2 separate regions of the Mus musculus genome follow, and region 2 is linked to region 1. The links are chromatin contacts, called in public Micro-C maps. All regions are on one chromosome and are shown on one strand. Each heading gives the region's core, a stretch centred on a gene start, on an enhancer-like site or on the middle of the called end of the contact. The rest is flanking DNA. Distances are from core to core; before and after follow the strand shown.

Region 1 (4,302 bases), core at 635-3,134:
GTCTCTGCTTCAGTACAAGAAGCTAAAAGATTGAATCTTTCAGTGTATATTGTTTCTTAAATGAAAGTATTTTATTAGCTAATGCCTCTAAAGGAAAGTTTCCTCCTGCTTCAGCACAGATAAATTGTGTGCTGTAGACGATATTTTAAATGTTGAATAAACAAGCTTTAATTTGTATGTTAATAGTCAATATATGTGTGTGTGTGTGTGTGTGTGTGTATATATATATATATATACACACACACACACACACACATATATAGCTCAGAGCTTACAATTGCTTAAAATTGTTCATCTCTTAGATACTATGAATTCTCAAATTTGCAATTGTTTATACATATACAACTCATAAGAAGAAAATGTTCTTTTAACCGCCAGGCATAGTGGCGCACACCTTTAATCCCAGCACTCGGGAGGCAGAGGCAGGCGGATTTCTGAGTTCGAGGCCAGCCTGGTCTACAAAGTGAGTTCCAGGACAGCCAGGACTATACAGAGAAACTCTGTCTAGAAAAACCAAAAAAAAAAAAGTTCTTTTAAGAAGACTGTCTTTGGACATTTAAGAATTTGTTCTAGATTGCCTGGACAAGACCTCTTAAGGCAATGCCACGCTAGATTTATATCTCAGGCAGATTACAGGCCTAACACAAGAATAATTAGGCATATAATCTCATTCTTTACATCATCAAAATAGTAATGGCTTAAGATAACATTTTGGTATTTTTAGAGAATGTGCATGTCAAATTATGAAGAATTGTTCTCAGTTTCTGCCTGTTCCACATAATGATGTTAATTCTTGAGGACTTATACTTAATCAATTATTGCAAATGGATACTTATTTCTGATTAAAAATAAATAAATAAATAAGTATGCACATGTGACTATTGATACCTTTTCAGGCTTTCTAGTTACAACTGCTCTACAAGAGAAACAACTAAGAGTGCAATTAGTCATTGCCTATGTTAAATTTTTTTATACTTGGTGTTCCAAATCAGATTAAAACAGATAATGGAACTGGCTATTACAGTCAACAATTTATTGTTTGAGATGTTTTGTCAACAATTTATTGTTATCCATGTTACTGAGATTTTTTATAATTCTCAAAGACAAGGTATTGTAAAACTTTAAAAACTATATCTTCTTAAAAAACAAAGGAGGGAAGGAATTATATCCCCATGCACATTATTTAAATCACATTTTTATTTTTTAATTTTTAAAATTTGGATGTCAAAGAACTTACTAAATGCCTTATAGTATCTCAAAACGAGGCATATTCATGCATGCCTAGGTAAGATGAAAAGGATCCACTTATTGGCATATGGCATGATCCTGAACAGGTACTTAATATGGAGAAGAGGGCATGCTTGTGTTTTCTCCATAGAATGCTGCAAGAACATTACAGCTGCCAGAATGATTCGAGTGACAGGCTGACCTGTGAGTTTGATGAGTGCCCTGACTACTGTGACAAGAAAACTATATTGGGTATATGTTCTTGACCCACCTTTGCTTGCCTCTGTCCCAGATTAGACAAGCTAAGCTGCCTTGCTTCAAGCTTTTTAACCTTATGGGACAGAGAACATTAGAGACTATGGAAACTGACTTAGAAAAATTAGTCAAAAGGAGTTATGATGACTCTTCTCTTTCCTTTAATGTGACCAGTTATTCTGACTCAATCTTAGATTGGTCTAGTAATAATTCCAACATTAGATTCCTATTATGAAGGCAGCTAAAAATCTTTATTAGTTAGCAGAGTTAACTTGGTGCATAGCCTATTTACATGAGAAGTAACAGTTTTTCTGTGATTCTCAAAGCCACCTCCCCCCACACTGGGAGGCCAGAGTTTGAGCTTGATCCTGGCTAATTTGCAACTGAATAGAGTACCTGGACTTCCCCACAGACAGACTTTATCCTTTAAACACAAATCCTATGTTGCTTTTCAACTCTTGGCTTTGTGTTTCAAGCAGGTCAGTCAACATCTTCTACAAGCATGCAGGCTTGCCTTCAGCAAGCACAGGTGGCAGAAATTCATAGATATGAAGAAATGTATTGAGTATATATTATGGCTTTGGTCTGATTGGGAATAAGGTGTGCTATGGGGGCCGGTTAGTCAAAGATGGGCCACTGAGATTTCTGGACTATTTCAAAATCTAAGACAGAGGTATGTGCCAAGAGGCCATGGTTTATTCACAGTAACACCATAGAGCTGTGTTTGTACAAAATAAACACAAGCAAGCTACACATTCTTCCATGACGGATAAGAATAGTTCATAGAAAATCTAAGTCCCAAGCCAGACATGGCTGCCAGCCACCATAATTCCCAGGCAGGACCATGGAGAAATAAATTTTATGCCCCAGTCCAGCTAACTTTAGGGAGGAATTGTAGCCTCCCCCAGCCTTGAGCAGGCTGATTCAGATCTATGCTGCCACTGTGAATGAGACCACCTGGGGTATGGAGTGGAGTCTTCTGTTCTATTGCTCTGTCACCTACACTGCTCTGCTCTTCTCCAAGATGCTGCTACTCTCTGAGAAGCTGAACCTGTCTTCCTGAGATATTCCTGGGATAGCTGACAACCTGTGGAATTGGCGACCTAATGTTAACACCTCTAGCAGACTAAGTGCTAACAACTTGGCAACAAAGCATCAAGAAGCCTGGCATGGCAGGGGATGGGCCTCCCCCCTTTATAAGCACAGACTCTTAGTAAACATGGTGCCTTGATCAGAAATCTGTCTTGGTCTTGTTTCTTCTTGGTCTTGTTTCCTCCCTTACAGCTGCAGCCTCCCACTCAGGAACCCAGTTCCTGTGGCCGTTGGCAGCTACAGGAGAGACATTTTCTTCAGTAGTATAGACATTGGTAACTGCCACTATAAATAATCCCTCAGCCAAGCCCTCCATGGAACCTAATAAAATGTACTAGGTCATTTTAAAAAAAAAAGATATGAAAGTAGAATTTCTATAATGTTATATTTTCATAGCACCATGTAAGTGTTATTGTTTCTAATTGTGTTGTAAACCTTTAATTCTGCCTAAGCACTATAATCAATCCCTTCCTCTTCCCATACCCTGGGACTGCCACAAGGAAATCCAACCAACCCGATACATGAGTACACACTTAAGAAATAAAGATTTCCTGTAAACCTTTCAAGGTGAGCACACCAGTCCTACTGAACCATCAAATCTGCAGCTGACTAGTCTCAATGTAGCAACTGTTTTCTATAAACGCACTAGAAACCCTGACATAGAATGATCAAGTTCAATCACCCTTGGAGTGTTAGACACAGAAATTCTGTGAGATAGTAAATGTTCATTGCTATCACAATCAATTTTATTTAGGGTTTAAAACTGTTAGCTGGAGTAATCAATTACTCAAAGCACACAGAGGCCTGTGGAGGTATCTGGATATTGTGGGAATTTTGTTTTCATTTTTGGTTGACCAAGCTTCCTGGCTCATTCTGATATACTCCATTGGTGTTGGGAACCCTAACTTTCTAGTCACCACTTTTGCCTTTATAGTTTCACTTAAATCTAACTCATCTTAAATTATATCACACTTTAAATGTAAACTTACTCTTTGATGAAAACAATTCATAAGTCAAAACTTACCTTAATAATTTTGGGGGTAAATCCTCAAAATTCTAATTTCTAAATGTCATCAACTTTTTGTCTCTACTTTGTCTGTGTATAGTGGTACCCTGACTATAAGTATCCAACATAGTTTTTAACCTTAAGATGTTAGGTTGGTAAAGCTATAGATCAACTTCTCATGAACTTTTAAATCTGTTCCTTTATTTTTTTTCTTCTTAAAAAAAGAAAAAGATTAAATCTTTCTCTAGATCTCATTAACACACTTACAGATTGATGAATAAAAGGCATGTCTTGTGTAGCTGCCAATCTACTGGAAAAACCCGTGCTACCATCTGGGACACCAAAATTCAATGGTTCTCTCTTCTTAATGACAATCTGAAAGATAAATTACAATAGGATTATAAGGATATTTGACACAAAAGTATATGAAAATAATTGATTGGGGTATCTGGTAATGGCTTAGATTGTGCTTTCTGCCTTAAAATGTAGAATGTAGTTAAGAATTCACCAAAATTCCCATGCAATTGTAACATACATCCTCCAAATTCTAATTTCTAAATATCATCATCTCTCTGTCTCTGTCTTTCCTGTGTAAAATGATACATACAAAAAAAATTTTTTTCTTCTTCCGATCTTATAAGGATTCCTAAAATATAATTAGGCACTTTCAGTTATTAAACAAAATAATATAGCATGGATAATATGTCCTATTAGAAGTATAT
Region 2 (4,232 bases), core at 14-2,513, 160 kb before region 1:
AGTGGCAAAGTGCATCTATTAATGTCAAGATGTAAAGGGAAAGAGAGATGGAGGCAGGACAGGGCAAGGAAGTGGGAGGGGGTTACTTAAAACTATCTGTGAGCAAAACAATAGGGAAAACGGTGTTATCCAGAGAGTTGGGGAGATGAGATAGAAAAAGAGCAGCCTTTCTTGCAGAATATGTCCTTCAGGGACACAAATACAGAGTACATGTAAAATCAGAAAGAAATTCACTTGCAAGTGTTTAGCCAACTATGCCCTTGCACCCCTTAGCTTATGGGAGGAGGAGCAATCACACTCATTCTGAATAGTTCTAGAGGACTTGGACTTTCTGATGGACTACCTGGAACTGCATTTTTGATGAAAGCAAACATCCTTCTACTGGTTTCTTCAGAATCTTACCTTTCCAGAAGAGCAGGTAGAGAAGTTGATGCTTAGTTTTGTAGTTGTGCTATCAAATTAAAACACGATTTCTCTCCAGCCTCCTGAGGCTTTTCAGCTTCTTCTAAAATCAGCACAAATACTCTCTCCATTTCACAAGCTGTTCAAGAAATTGTTATTGTTATCAATCCTATTATCTTCTAATAGCTAGAAAGTAAATGGCCATGTATGTCTCCAGATCAGAAATCAGAACAGTTAGATAGTACCTTGTTTGGAGGACGGGGGAAAGGTAATTGGTGAACTTGGAAAAAGGGCTTACAGATGCATAAATGCTTTTCCCTAGTTGGGAATGTTGTCTCCTTTTGTGAACCCAAGCAGCCTTTGATGACGGAATTTTTCCAAAGGCAAGATGTTTCAAAGGCCCCCTTAGGTTCGTGCTACGGTTTCCTGGCTTTTAGATCTCCTGCTCAGAGATCAGAATACTCCTGCCTCAGGCCCACAGCCGCCCCCAGGGCTTCCGAGTAGCCCTGCAATACAGACAACCCATCTCCCGCCCTAGATGGGGCTCCCCCAACTGGCGGGAAACGGAGGCACTGCAGTGCGACACCCTGCCGGGAGCTGAATCTGAAGCCGGAGCTTGTGAGCCACACAGGCCCTGGTGACAGCGGCCTGACCTTGGGTTTGTGAGCCCCAGAGCAGGAACCCTAGGGGTAATCGGTCCTCTGGTCGCTAGCGTCTATGCGCCCCCACCTACCCGTACAGAGTCTCCGGCCTCCGGCGACTGTCCCCACGTGTTCCGAAGCCCCAGGTGCCGCCGTGCTGGCTCCAGAAGTCAAGAGGCCGAGGGGACCGGAGCGCGCTGGCAGCTGCCGCACCACGTGTGCTAACCGGGCTGGCGGCGCGGGCGGAGCGGGCCGGGGCTGGTTCCTCCAGCCCCAGCGCAAACCGCTTGCCACGCGCTGTGTCGCCGGCCGGCGGCCCAGTCCAGCACAAGCCTCTAGGGCATTTGGGGACACTGTCTGGACAGCGCAATGGACACGGTCTGCAAAGGAAACGGTAAGATGCACGCTTTGGTGTCAATGTTTGCGGGCACCGCAACCAATGCCTTGGGTTCAGTGAAGTCAGAGTGGACTGCTGACTCCAGAACTTCCCCTTCCATTGAAGAAGGCACCCAGGGGGCTCTGGACAAACTCAAGGAGCTCATGGGAAATTGGGCACAGAGGTGCTCTTCACAGAGGGACACCAAGGCGAAAGTGTCCCTGTCTGATTGGTTATTGAAAGGATATAATTGGAATCTGCAACAATCAGGTTGGCTAGACCAGCATGTTGGCAATCAGTGTTGCATGTCCCTTGCTTAGTGTTGCTCAGAAGCCAGGCTTGGAAATGACGCCTTTAGAAAGCGAAGATGTCTCCAAAAGGCCTCTGGGGGATAGATGGTTCTCAAGTCTGCAGTCTTCATGTTTGTGTTTCCTAGGCGATTTTTCATAAAGATTATCCGAGGTGAAAAGATTAATCTGGATTTCATTGCTATGTTATTGAAGAGGTTGAACATCTCATAATGGGTGGTGTTAACAGCTTACTCTAGGGAGTGAGCTGTAGAACCAACCAAACGAAGGAATATGGAAACTTAAATTGGTGTGAGGGGAGACACCTACGCCTTCAAATGAAGAAGGCACTTGGGGGAACACTTTTTTTTTTCCTGGTGTTTTTATCTTCTCCAGTGCAGTGGAACCAAGTGAGAGACTTTACTGCTGATTCTCAGGGTCCTTTCTAGGTGTCTTGCTTCATGATCACAGAGCATGGCAATTCAACTCCTGAATGTCTTTTTCTAGAAAAGAGCCAAACTTGAACCCATCGCAGTTCAGAATCTGCATTTTAGTCTCTGCTGTAGCAATGCCAGCTCGGTGTTTCATGAGGTGCATCTGGGAGATGGTGTCTTTTCTATCCCCAAAGGAAACCCTTGGAGCAAAAGAAACCAAGCAGGCCTTCTGTGCCAAAATTTCTCCATGTAGCATTGAGGGAATAGTACATTTGTTACTTTGAAAGCAGCATATTTCAGTTGCACTGTTTAAATGAAAATCCATGCAAAGCACACTGTTCAATCTATTTTAAGTTATATTTCATTAATTTAATGTGGGCTTTATAGTTACAATCCTTAAGGCAATATCTTAATAAAACTAAACAACCAGATATATTAAGTGTGCCACTCTGAAAACTATTGGATTTCAATTTCATTTTATTTATTTGTTTGTTTGTTCATTTGTTTATTTATTTATTGTGTGCACATGCATATGTCCTTGAGTCCATTTGTCTCCTGGAGCCTGTGTAGAGTTCCTAAGACAACTTTTAGAAGTTGATCCTCTCCTACTACCTCGGGTTTGGGGGTGAAGCTCTGGTTAGTGAATTTGGAGGCAAGCAACTTTACCCACAGATACATATCACAATCTCCAGACTTTCATTTTATAGATGAGCAACTGAGACTGGCCAAAAAAGTCAACAGGGGTGTGAATAATTAGCCCGTGGCAAATTTGAAACCAGCATACTCTAAAATCCAGACATGGAAGTTTCTGTATATTTGTATAAGTTAGTGATTTACAAAGTAGAAGTGATTTGCTGAGCTTAGCCACAATGTTAGAGAAACGTGGTAAGGTGTGAAGGTAAACTCCGAGATGATGGCGTGCTTGTGCATCTTGATTGTGATGGTTTCACAAACAAAACGACAAAATGTCAGATCTCTAGACATATAGCACAATGTCAATTTCCTGATGGTGTTGTGCTATAGCTCTATAAAATATAGTTGCTGGCAAAACAAAAACAAAAACAAAAACTGGATGAAGGGTACATGGGATCTCTCTCTTCCTTTTCTACTTCCTATGAAATTATAATTATTTCACAATAAAAGTGTTTCTTTAAAGTCATTTTACAAGTACACCAAATTCCAAATATTATCTATTTTTTTATAAATCCAAGCATCCACAAAACATTTTATATACATATGTGTGTGTTATAAGGCGTTTACTACATACTTAAAATATTTGTTCTATAAACTAATATTTGCATACTTCTTTACTGGTGTTTTAAAAGACTAACTTTTGTATGTAAGCTGTTGTATTATAGAATATACATTCTTAGGTATTAATACTCATGCAGGATACCAGCATAGAGTAATTCAACAGTATCTTAGCAATTTACTTAGTGGTTTGGGGTATTTTTCCTTAACCTTGGGGGAATGGGGAGCAAATAACCTCAGAAATGCTTCCTGTGTTAAGTTAGCAGTCTGGAAGTTTTTCTTTCCTAGCATATTTTTCTGATTGAAAATACTAAGGTACTGAGTCTATGTAGAAGTTTGTTCTTTCATCCTCCCAGCCCCAGGCTCCCAGAAATACGGCTCAGACTGAAAGAATATTAACAAATACCTTGCCCATATGGATAGGCTCTTCTCTCTAGATGATAATTTAATAGAACTCATTTATTTTAATCTACATTCTGCCACAAGACTGGTTACCTATGCTCAGGTACCACAGTTTTGTCTTACCACATCTTCGCTGGGCAAATCTCCTGAGCCTGACTCTATCACAGAATTCTTTCTGCCTCCCGGATGTTCCACCTTTTATTCTTCCCTTTCCTATAAGCTATAGGTTTTTTGTTTGTTTGTTTGTTTGTTTTTATTGGCAGGTGAGGCATCCAAACAGAAACAAAGTATTCTCTCTACAAGTCTATAATTTTCCTTTTATCTTAACAGAGTATTTTCTGAATGCACAGCCACCTCCTTGCAGAATTGATGGGAGGGGGCAAATTTTCTATAGAAAGAAATCATGCTTGTAAATGCTTCCCTCTTTACAAAAAATCAG

Evidence for each region. A called contact is a pair of places that touch in the nucleus more often than the background predicts.
Region 2: a Micro-C map of embryonic stem cells shows a contact between it and region 1, with 2.4 times the contacts expected there. The contact joins the promoter of 2310069G16Rik here to the enhancer-like site in region 1. A contact is called at or near these places in 7 of 39 promoter capture datasets (the 3T3-L1 cell line, cranial neural crest, hippocampal neurons and 3 more), 2 of 484 Hi-C or Micro-C datasets (cochlea and embryonic stem cells), 1 of 115 datasets of contacts at active chromatin or transcription factors (astrocytes) and 1 of 9 other capture datasets (pancreatic islet).

What each region holds. Positions count from the first base shown.
Region 1 is chr15:44,629,758-44,634,059 of GRCm38.p6, reverse strand. It overlaps Ebag9 (estrogen receptor-binding fragment-associated gene 9), which reads right to left. Exons shown (of 7, transcript NM_001357691.1): 5 at 3,848-3,955. Among named protein-coding and RNA genes, the nearest start is that of Ebag9, 12 kb to the right of the region's middle. Within about 2 kb of position 1,884, at least 8 of the 459 cell types and tissues checked have an H3K27ac peak or open chromatin away from gene starts, as enhancers often do. A contact at or near this core is called in embryonic stem cells, where this site is marked.
Region 2 is chr15:44,784,794-44,789,025 of GRCm38.p6, reverse strand. 2310069G16Rik (RIKEN cDNA 2310069G16 gene) reads right to left here and starts at 1,263. Exons shown (of 3, transcript NR_040309.1): 1 at 1,136-1,263; 2 at 403-541. It also overlaps a transcript of Sybu not described here.